Regions from separate parts of the Hordeum vulgare genome. Here region 1 is linked to region 2. Evidence: chromatin contacts called from public Hi-C data. All regions are on one chromosome and are shown on one strand. Each heading gives the region's core, a stretch centred on a gene start, on an enhancer-like site or on the middle of the called end of the contact. The rest is flanking DNA. Distances are from core to core; before and after follow the strand shown. Region 1 has its middle 140 kb from the start of LOC123439464. Region 2 has its middle 200 kb from the start of LOC123411744.

Region 1 (5,599 bases), core at 145-2,644, 170 kb before region 2:
AGTCAAACCATGCGCAATAAAGCTCACCGAAATTTGTTCTTTTGCGAAAACTGGGGGCATTATAAAATTATTACTTCAGGCAGGATGCAATGGACATCTTATCCCACTTATCTAAGGCAGCAACGTTATCTTATCTGCTCAGAACTACTTAAAGAATCCTTCGCGCTGTCGGGGCCAACAGAATGACTTTAGAGGAAAGCTAGCAAAACCTAGTCAGCATGCACGTTGGTTTAACTTGGACATCCAAGGGCAGAAATTAAAAATGACAGAACTGGGGATGGTGGCTAGGATGAGTTGAGCAGAGCACGTCGGCTGAGTGCAACTTCTCTCCTAATGGTCCTGTTTGTTTTGTTTGCTAGGAAAAAAATGCGTACTTCCAGTATTTGAATCATGAAGACAACGTGATTGTAGTGGCTAATTGATATGTAGGGTGTGCTCCAGCATAGATAAATACTATCTCCATTTTATAATATAAGATGTTATTACAACCAAGCTAGTCAGTGGAATTTATTTTTATGGAGCGATGTTTCATCTTACAACGACGGATCCCGACGGCATGACGTAGTGGAGACTCATCGTTCGATGTCCGGAGATGGACTCGCATAGGAGAAGGACGTTGTCTGATGTTATGATGACGTCGATGGCAGAGAGTCCCGACAAGGTCGGTGCGTTATTCTTCTCTGAAGATGGATTGGTGAAAGACGACGAGGATGATACATGAGAGTGCGTCGGACCGGTTTATAGTCAAAACTCAGTATATGGCTTGGTTGGGGCATTCATTTTAGATATTAGGCTTTCGTACTATGTATGTTTGATATTAGGCTCGGACTATTAACACCACTTTATTAAGTAAATAGAACTAGCGAGAATTGTTGTTAAGATGACGACTTTAGACAACCTGATATACTATTTTATAAAGTTTTTATGAATAATCAATACAATGATTGAATGCAAGATGCAGGAACCGTGTAATCCTCTTTTCTAGGAAAACAATTAAGCTGATCACGACGGATCACATGATTCAAATTCGATGTGTCTAAGGTGCGGATAGAGAGAGATATAGGAGAGGTTGCTTGATTATACCATCCGGATATGTATGCGTTTGAGTAAGTTGATGAAATTGAACAAATTAAGTATCATCCCTTGCAAGACACTGGCATATCTTCTAATCATTTAGCGATGATAGCGATCACCTAAAGGAAAAGCTGACAGTGACATATACTAGACCATGTCCACACCTTTTTTCTGCGAAAAGGAACCATACAATATCCACACCTGATAACACGCACCCAGCATTAGCAAAAAAGGAAAAGGATGCATGCACCCGAATGGGCCTTAACGGGATCGATTTAGTCCTGGTCGGGATGTCACATCAGGCTGTGACATGAGGTCGCGACTATGTCTCGCTCGCCGCGACACGGTAGAAAGTCTAGCCTCAAGCAGCCGTCGTAATGAGCCGCTCCAGCGCGGACTACAAGCCTTCAACGCTTTTGTTTTCAACCTTTTTTTTTAACTTTATCTTTCTTTTTTGCATTTTCTAAATTTATTAATATTATACATACATATATTGCAAAACAAATTTTACATACAAATCATAAAAATCTTAATCGCGCTCCAAAAATATTAAATCTGTTCAGGAAAATGTTACTAGCGTACATAACAATTGTACAATGTGTATGAAAAATAGCAGATAACAAAATACATATTTAAAGAACAATAATGTGCATATAAAAAATGTTCCTGGTGTATACAAAAAATATATATGATGTGTATGAAAAAAAGGAGTCTACCAAAACTTGTTTGGGACTAAAGACTTTGTTGCTCTTGTAGTATGAAAAAAATAGAAAACTAAAATATATGTATAGAAATGTTAATCATGTTTTGGAAAAATCTTAAACTTATCTGCCAATAATGATTCTAATGTATAGGTTCTTTTAGAAAAATGTGTATGAAAAAATAGATATAAAAATCATTTTTTTGCAAAATTTAATCACGTATTTGGAAATGTATAGGTTCTTTTAGAAAAACGTGTATATAAAAAATACCTGGTGTACACATAAATATTGAATGTGTTTGAAGAAAAAATGACATCAAATATATGTTCGAAAAAAGTAATATTTTTGTACTTTAAAAACTGTTCAATCGTGTACATAAAATTTATCATGCAATGTAAAAAATGTTTGCATATGACTAAAATTGTTTGTTGCCACTAAAGAAATGTGTTTAACATTTTAAATAAATATTTACGTGCCACCAAAAAATGTCTGTGAAATTTTAACAATGTTAAGCAATTGTTTGCATTGTCATAATAAAAAAATCAACGCGTATTTAAAAATATTGACCATGTATACAAAAGGTGCTCAAAACCATACACTAAAACAAAAATGCAAATCCTGTATTTAAATTTTTTTGAAATTTTATCAAATATATATTTCATGTCTAAACTAAAAATATATGTTGTGTGTTCATAAAAGTTGACATGTGCCAAGAAAAAGAAAAACAAAGAAACTTCACAAAGAAATAAAACAAGGGAAAGCAAACAAAAAACATGAGTACATAAGCAAATTAAAAATAAAAAAACAATTAAAATCAAGAAAGAAATAATGAAAAGGGTGAAGAGGAAAAAAATAAAAATGTGGAAACTGAGAAAGAAAGAAGGGAAAATCTAACTACAAGCGCCGCGCAATAGACTTTCCCTGCGGCGACGCAATGCATGTGAATCATGCGTCTCTATCGTGCTACAGTACTTTTGCTAATGACTATAAAAGTCAAGCAAACACATGCGATCTAGTGTGCTATAGTGCTTAAATAGTTTGAACATGCAACCATAAATCTCCTTTATTTATCATGCATGCATGCAATGACGTCATTAGAATTCCCTTCAATATTTGAAATTCAAAATGTTTTATCTCTAAACGATTAATTTGATCGATGATCTGTTATTATAATTGTCTTTGTCGCGATGAGATCTTCGAAACTAGATCCCATATCGATATGTTTTGACAACTCTTTTTTTCGTCCATATTTGCCACATTGTTGCACTTACTTATCATATTTGTAAACACTAAGTTGCTTAATAAAAAATAACTAAAATGCCATGTTTTAAGGTTGTCAGGTTTATTATTTCAAGTTGTCATTTTTACATGCAATTGTAAAACATGGAAATTTAGTTATATTTTTACCGGTAAATTAAGTGTTTACAAATATGACAAGTAAGTGCAACAGTTACTTTTTATTAGGCAAGTAAGTGTTTACAAATATGACAAGTAAGTGCAACAATGTGGCAAATATGGAAGAAAAAAAGTTGCCAAAACATGTCGATATGGGATCTAGTTTCGAAGATATCATCGCAACAAAGACAATTGTGAAAACATATCATCGATCAAATTAGTCGTTTTAGAGATAAAACATTTTGAATTTCAAATATTGAAGAGAATCTTGATGATGTCATTGCATGCATGCATGATAAAAAGAATGAGATTTGCCGCCGCATGTGCAAGGTATGTGAAGTAATGTAATTATGCGATTAAAGGGACACACTAATTTTGCATGCATACTAATGTTGCATTAGCTGAGCCGCAACACGAAAAGACCCTAATGCGGCGCCGCTACATAGTGGGGTCCAAGAAAGAAAGAAAACATGTGAAAAAAACAAAGAAAAACCGGAGAAAACAAGTGCAGAAACAAAGAAATCGAAGAGAAAACAAAATCAATAAAGAAATAAGAAAACCGAGCCAAAACCACTATCGTGAGTCGTGACCGAACAAAACTACAAGTGTCTCAATAGAAACCTAGTGAACGGAAAAAAATGAAAAATAGGTCGGCATGGTATCGCTATGAGGGAGATATATTCTTCGCGGTGGCATTATCATGCAAAGTTGCAAAATCATTCAACACTAAACTTTACCAGGACGAATGGGACCTTCTATATGACGTATTGTGTGTCATTTAACAGCGTGACACACGTGGGTCCATGCGAAGCGAGTTATGTTTTGTAGCGTGTGCCATGAAAATCCAAATAAACCTCGCGCTTGCGAGGTACTCCCCCTTTGTTTCTTAATATAAGTCTTTTTAGAGATTTCACTAGAAGATTACATACGGAGCAAAATGAATGTATCTACACTCTAAAATATGTCTATATACATCCGTATGTAATTCTGTAGTAAAAACTTTAAAAAGACTTATATTTAGGAACAGAGGGAGTATCAAACTAAACAAGAGTCATGAACTCATAATGCTAGGATACGGAACTGCTTACTGCTAGTCAATAACACGAAGCGTGAAATATTTAGGAGCACACCGTAATGTTGACTTTTGAAAACATTTTTGAAATATTTTGAAGCATTTCTTGAAAACTATGAAGAACTTTTTAATTCCAAGTATTCTTTGAAAACTCAAACGATTCTTGTAATTCTAAATTTATTTGAAATACATGACATTTATTTATTTCTAGATTCTTTTTTAAAACATGATATTTTTAAATGACAATTTCTAAATCCCTAAAAAAATTGAAAATGCGAGCAATTTTCCGAAATTATGAATATTGTTTTGGAAAAAACGAACAAGTTTTGAAGACATAAGAAGTTTTTTCTAAAATGAGTTATATTTTTTGAAAATGATAATATTTTTTCAAACACCAAATAAGTTTGGAAAAAAGAGAGGGAAATGGACCTGTGAACAATTTTTTTGAAAAAGAAACTTTTTAAACCCTGAACCAAATATGAAAAGACGATGTTTAAAAAATTTGTTAAGAGTTTTGAAAAACACATGCATTTTTTAAATCCCATAGGTAAGATCACGCTAAATGGGTTTGAAAAACTTCATAGACTTTGTCGGGCCCGATCTTACCTACTTCACGATTGTTCTTCTTTTTTAGCACAAAATTGAAGTAATCATCCTTCGCCTTATGTGTACTCTCAAACCCTATATGGTACTTATTATTATATACACTTCTTAAAACCTTCATGAGTAACCCATATCACTTCATGTACCAAGACAAATGAATGAGATTTCAACAATCAAAACAACGTTTGCAAAAGAAGCACCATAAGCATGGATGTTTCATATACCTGAAAAGTATCACAAGTTCATCATGTCTACTCGAAGGACGTGGGTATTGCCCAATGGGGTGGTGAATAGGTGCTTTAAAACAATTACGGTTTAGTCTTGTACAAATGTAGAATAAAACCAACGATTTAATTTGTCAATGACAAAACCTAAATATACTAGGCTCAACTATGTGCACTAACAACTTATACTAAGAAAGATAAACAACTATGTGATAGCAAGATATATGACATGAATCATGAAGGGTGTGATAAAGTAAAGTGCATAAGTAAAAATGATCGGGTAAGAGATAATCGAGACACGTGAAGATGATGATGTATCCCGAAGTTCACACACTTGCAGATGCTAATCTACGTTAGAGCGGTGTGGAGGCAAAATGCCCCCCGCCCCTAAATGTTGTTAGTGTCACCATATTCTCCTCACGCCATCGCACTATGCAAGATGTCATGATTGCACTAAGGGATCCTTTAGGGATGTCACCGAACACGTACAAATTGCGACCCTTGGGGGCGGTCACCAAACCCATACAATT
Region 2 (5,359 bases), core at 356-2,855:
GTGGCGGGAAGCATGCATGTGCATACAGATGCCGCGCCATGCACGGTTTATCGTTGATCCATCTGCTTTCTGCTAGCTTGTTAGTAGTAGGAGTAGGAGTATTAAATTCCTGTGATCCATAGCGGTGTTACAGTTGTGGCTCCATGGGTGGTGCTACGTACGTGCTACACAAATTGGCAACTTGCATGAAGGTTCTTGGAGCAGCGTACGTGTCCGATGGCATTTTTCTGGCTAGTTTTAGACTATTCTACGACACGTACGCGAGCATGGGATAGGCCGGATTGGTGCTAGTTTGGGGAGGGGATCTATTTATGCCCATGATGTACTAGCTGCCACCGGAATGGAGGTGGAATCGACTCACTAAACTTGCGGCATGCACGCTTTATACCCGACATGCGTACTTGATCCATATACGTGATGCATGGCGCAATTATTAAGCATGGTTCAGGCAATAGTTAATCGAGAGTGGCCCAACCGGGGTAACTGATGCACGCGGCATCTGCACGGGTCCTGGTCATAATCATGCCACTCATGGCCAAACAAATAATTGGCCGTGGCCATAGGACCAGGGGAACCCGATCAGCTTGCAAGCGCTGACATACCAAGCAAAGCTAGCTGGTTAAATTCCAGAGAAAATTTAAAATATCAACGACGGGAGCACATAGAATAATCGAGCGTCATGGCTTGGCCACAAGACCGAGATCCCATGGAGTAGTAGAGTAAGTAGTCATATCTACAGTGGTGGACGGGTGGGTGCGATCTTTGAACAATGACTAGCGCTGATTCGACGAAGATATTGCTAAGCGCTGCGTCACCCAGGTCGCGTGGGATTTAACCCGGGTGAAACGGGAATGTCAAGCCGGATTCCAAAGGGCATTCGTTGATAGAAAGGCCCGGCCATGGCCATGGAAAGTGAGAAAGGAAACAAGCAAAAGTGGAACGAAAGGGGCGCGGAGGAGGAGAATGTCAATGATTGGGGAAGGTGGGTGCTGTCGGTCGGGCGCACGCACAGAGCGACTGACGCCGCAGGCGCCCGCGCGCGCATTCCTCCTCCTCGTCGTCGTTGTCCTAGCATAGCAGCTCTCGTCCTCCTACGCCCGAGTCCGACCTGACGTAGGGACGCCGGAGCCCGGACGACCGGCTCCACGTGACCACGCCCCGGTTTCCCTCCCCGTTTCCCGCCCCACTCCACGTGAGCCCTGTCTCGGCGTCCGCGGCCCAGCCCAACCACCTTGGTCCCCGAACCAATCCGGCGCTCGGCCCGGGCCGGCACGTGGGGCGCGCGTGAGCGTTTGCGGTGGTGGCGCCGAGCCGAGACCTAATCATGTCATGGCCATGATTGAGGCGATGATGCCAAGCTACGCTACGGCCCGTTTCTTTGAAAAGTCTTAGGATTTTTTTTGTCCCAACTAAAAAGTCTCTATCCGTTTCTTTTCAAAGACTAAATATGAACTAGAGGTCATTAAATGACATGTAAAAAGACCATGTTATCCCTAATAATATACTAGAAAAGTGTCAAAAAAGTCCTGTGGAAAGAAACACCCCCTACGTTTACGAACAGGACGGCGTGGGGCGTGGGCCTGCACGCGTGGTGCGCCGGTGCTGGTGCCGGTCGGGCGCGAGGGGACACCGCCGCACCGGGTGGGACAGCTCGACGAGGAGACCGGCGAGAGCCCTGCTGCCGCGTCGGCGCGCCCGAACCACAGTCCACACGGCGCAATCATGCTCCGCTCCGGCCGGGGCGCCATGCATGTGCCACGATCGACACGTCCGGGGCCACGTCCCCGTAATCCCGACGCATGCGGACAACCGTGTCGTTTTCGCCGTGTGAGAAAAAAATTAGGGAAGACGGTGGACGAGGACGTTCTATTTGACATCGAAAAGTAGGCGGGAACCAAATCCTGCGTCCGTGATTTTGTGCCGGGTGCGGTGTAAACGAAATACTCGTAGGTCACTGTACGTGCCAGGTGAAACATGCTACACACACCGCGAATCTGAACGCGCGGACTGCTGGAGAATTTTCCAATCCGTAGATATCATATCTCACCTCCTTTGGTGGCTTGTCGCATGTGTGCGTATACCTCTGGAAACAACCACGCGCTGGTTATAAAGTCAACACACAGAAAAAACTCGAAAACAAAAGGAAGCACCCACTCGCCCAGACAGCCGACCTCGGTCCTGTATATTCAGACTCATGGGAATTTTGGAAGGGGTTGGAATCTTCAGATAATTTATGTGCGTTTCACTTACTTGGATTTTGCAGGAACGGAAGCAGCTGCTAGATACTCAACCGCGCATGCCACGTGCCTGAAGGTCTATTTGATTCCACAAGTCTTTGTAGAAACTAGAAAGGATTAGACCCCAAAAATGAGGATTATAATATTAAAAAGTTTATATTTGATTTTTTCTTCCTAAGCCAGCATGATTTTAGCAACGGTCTATTATAGGAAAATGATTCAAATCAACCGAGTGATAACGACCGTGCGTTTGCCGGCTTTGTGGCCGTAGGATCATATTTTATTAAGATAGCTTGGGAGCAACATATTTACCTAAACAGAATTTTATAAGGGCATCTCCAACGATAATTCATAAATTTTATAAGGTCCACAAACACACATGCGGGAGACCATCATCTAACCGTAGACGCATATATTTTAACAACAATTTGAACCAATCGAACGAAATTCATGCAAATAGGGTCATAGTTCGTTTGAACATAGCCGGATTTCATACAAAAATAACGGATTTAATATATACATGACAGATTTCATATAAACATGACGAGTTTCATTACATTTACATCAACTAAGCGGTGATCGTCCTGCTCTAGAGGTATAATTAAAATGCCTAATCTATGATCGATGGAGCGGCAGAGCCCGTTCCCCGTGTCCGGCCATGAATCCCGAGAATTGAAGCTTTGCTTTCGCCAGCTACGTCATGGTGCTCTCCAGCTTCGCCTCTATAACCTCCTTGCCCGGTGTCGCGGGAAATGAAGTTGTGTGCCTTCATGTCGCCGCCAAGCGGCTATATCGACCGACGATGTTGAGGCCGCCAAGCTTTGCTTCAACGGAAGGAAGGGGCAGTGGCCTTCTTGGGACCACGAGCAACGACGACTTACTCTTACTCATTGTCGACGGCACCCTGAGACATGTTGGCTTCGTGGTTGTTGCGACGAGGTGCAGCCTCGGCGATGTTCTCCTCCTCCTCGCCCGTCCCGTCGAACACCGCCTCGCCCGCGTCGTCGCACTCCTTGTAAGAGCAAGTACAATAGTATAGCCAGCTGCTGGCTATAAGCCATTGTCATGTCATCTATAGCTCATTTTATAGCCAACATGTACAATAGTTCATTGCAAAAGTGTGCTACTTTTTTATTATATGATCCACCTTTCATACTCACAAAAGGCCTAGGAGCACGTGCTAGAGCTGGCTCTTAGCTAAGAGCCCGCTTTCCTCTAACTAAACAAAAATATATTAGTTTATTCCTTATAGCCAGCTGACTCAGCTCTATTGTACTTGCTCTAAGTGGTCGCCACATTCGTCGCCACCCATTCGCAGTATCGCTAGCGGGCGAGACGGATCTTGTGGACGGAGTGATAGGACTCCAGCAACGGCTCCTACTCCGCCAGGTTCGCGTCTGGTGTGACTTCCCTACCTGCAGCGAACTCCCTCTCTGCCTGCACGTGCTCCTCGAAGAGATGGTGGTTGTAGGCGGCCTCGTCCTGCGCCTCCCGAAACCAATTGGATATACAAGAATGCCTAAGTCACTACAAGAAATATGCTAACTTCGACCTTCAATATTGGTCACCGAATGGTCGTTGATTTCCATTTGCGACCTTTTTACGATAAAAAACACATGGTCAAAAGTTGAGGGTCTCTAATGAACTAAAACGACATTTTTCTCGAATGGTCGAACACATTTACGACCAAATGAAAGGTCGTTGGTTCTACGACCAATTGTTTTGGTCATTGGTTGTGTGCTGAGGCCATGTCGGATCCAACATGGCAAGCTCATGTGGCAAATTTATGATAATTCGATTGGTCGTTGATAAGAATGAGCCCGGTCCAGTTCGGTGCTTTAGATGGGCCGAGCCCACTAATTCAGCCTTTTTAATTATCATTTTTTTGTCATTCTGGTCGGCTACATGGGCCTGACCCAATATTTCTGCTTTTTTGTTTTTTGGTTGTGGCCTTTGTGGCCCAATGGTTCCATTTTTTAAAGATGGGTCCAATACTCAAATGGGCCCCGATTGTCAAGTTCTAGTATGAGGATTCATGTTTTCAATTCACCAATAAATAAATAACCAATATTCAAATCAAAACAGACAAAAAGAGCACATAATACTTCAAATAACAGCCAAAATAAGTCTATTACAGCATATAACTTAGATAAAATGGTAATCACAACCACAGGCTCTACAAGTGTAAACACGACCAAAAGCTCTACAAGTTTCTACAAATGTAATCACAACCACAAGCTCTATAAGCGCCCTTTGACACATGGTTTCTATTAGTCCTGATTTGAGGAACACACCAGGCTTCAAGGATCTTGTCGGTGTTTAGTCACAACATAAGCCATGGGTAGGCTAAAGATGGTGGGAACTGAAGTAACACCGGTGGACGCTGGGGACGAGGTTGGTATAAGCATGGAAGACACGATGTAACCAGGTTCAGGGCTCTCCGTAGAGATAACACCCCTAATCGTGTCGGAGTGTATAATGTATCAATGAGGCTATAATGTGCTCCTCGAGCTGTTCTGTGGAGGAGGAAGAAGGAGCAGCCGACTCGCGTCTACCTCTCCTGTATGGTGTGTGTGTGTGTGCTGAGTTGACCGACCCTCTGCATGGAGGGGGATCGGGGGTTTTATAGACGAACCCACCGACCTACAATAAGGATAAAAGTACATGAGTGGGACCCGGCTGGCAGCCTCGCTAGCTGGCCAGGGGGCCCACGGGGGTCTTGTCTTGTCGCTGGAGGGGCCCTCCAGCTGCGAGGTCCCATCTGGCTATAGGGCCCGCCGGCTAGCCAGTAAGGCTCTCGCGTAAGACCGATGCAGGACACGTGTAGTACGTGCGGTGTCGTCATGCGAGATTCGTCATGGGATGCCAGTACGGCCGTCTCCACTATTCCCACGCCGAGTGCAGTAATGGAGTGGGAGTTTGACGGACCGACACTGTGCGGGATGATGGATCGGAGCCGGAGTAGGTCAGCGGCATGGCCGCCGATGATGTACCTGCCGTGCACTCCAACCCAATACCTTGGATGACGCGTAGCCACCTTTAACCGTAGGGTCTTGTCATGACCTACAACCTGATGTGACTTGAGCTCACTAGCTGGCTAGTTGCTTAACTAGCCGGCCAGG

The links. A called contact is a pair of places that touch in the nucleus more often than the background predicts.
Region 1: a contact with region 2 is called in a Hi-C map of leaf, with 2.6 times the contacts expected there. The contact joins two enhancer-like sites. A contact is called at or near these places in 2 of 6 Hi-C or Micro-C datasets (leaf and seedling).

Annotation. Positions count from the first base shown.
Region 1 is chr1H:386,894,351-386,899,949 of MorexV3_pseudomolecules_assembly, reverse strand. No RefSeq gene overlaps it. Among protein-coding and RNA genes, the nearest start is that of LOC123439464, 140 kb to the left of the region's middle. Within about 2 kb of position 1,394, at least 3 of the 3 cell types and tissues checked have open chromatin away from gene starts, as enhancers often do. A contact at or near this core is called in leaf and seedling, where this site is marked.
Region 2 is chr1H:386,725,422-386,730,780 of MorexV3_pseudomolecules_assembly, reverse strand. No RefSeq gene overlaps it. Among protein-coding and RNA genes, the nearest start is that of LOC123411744, 200 kb to the right of the region's middle. Within about 2 kb of position 1,605, at least 3 of the 3 cell types and tissues checked have open chromatin away from gene starts, as enhancers often do. A contact at or near this core is called in leaf and seedling, where this site is marked.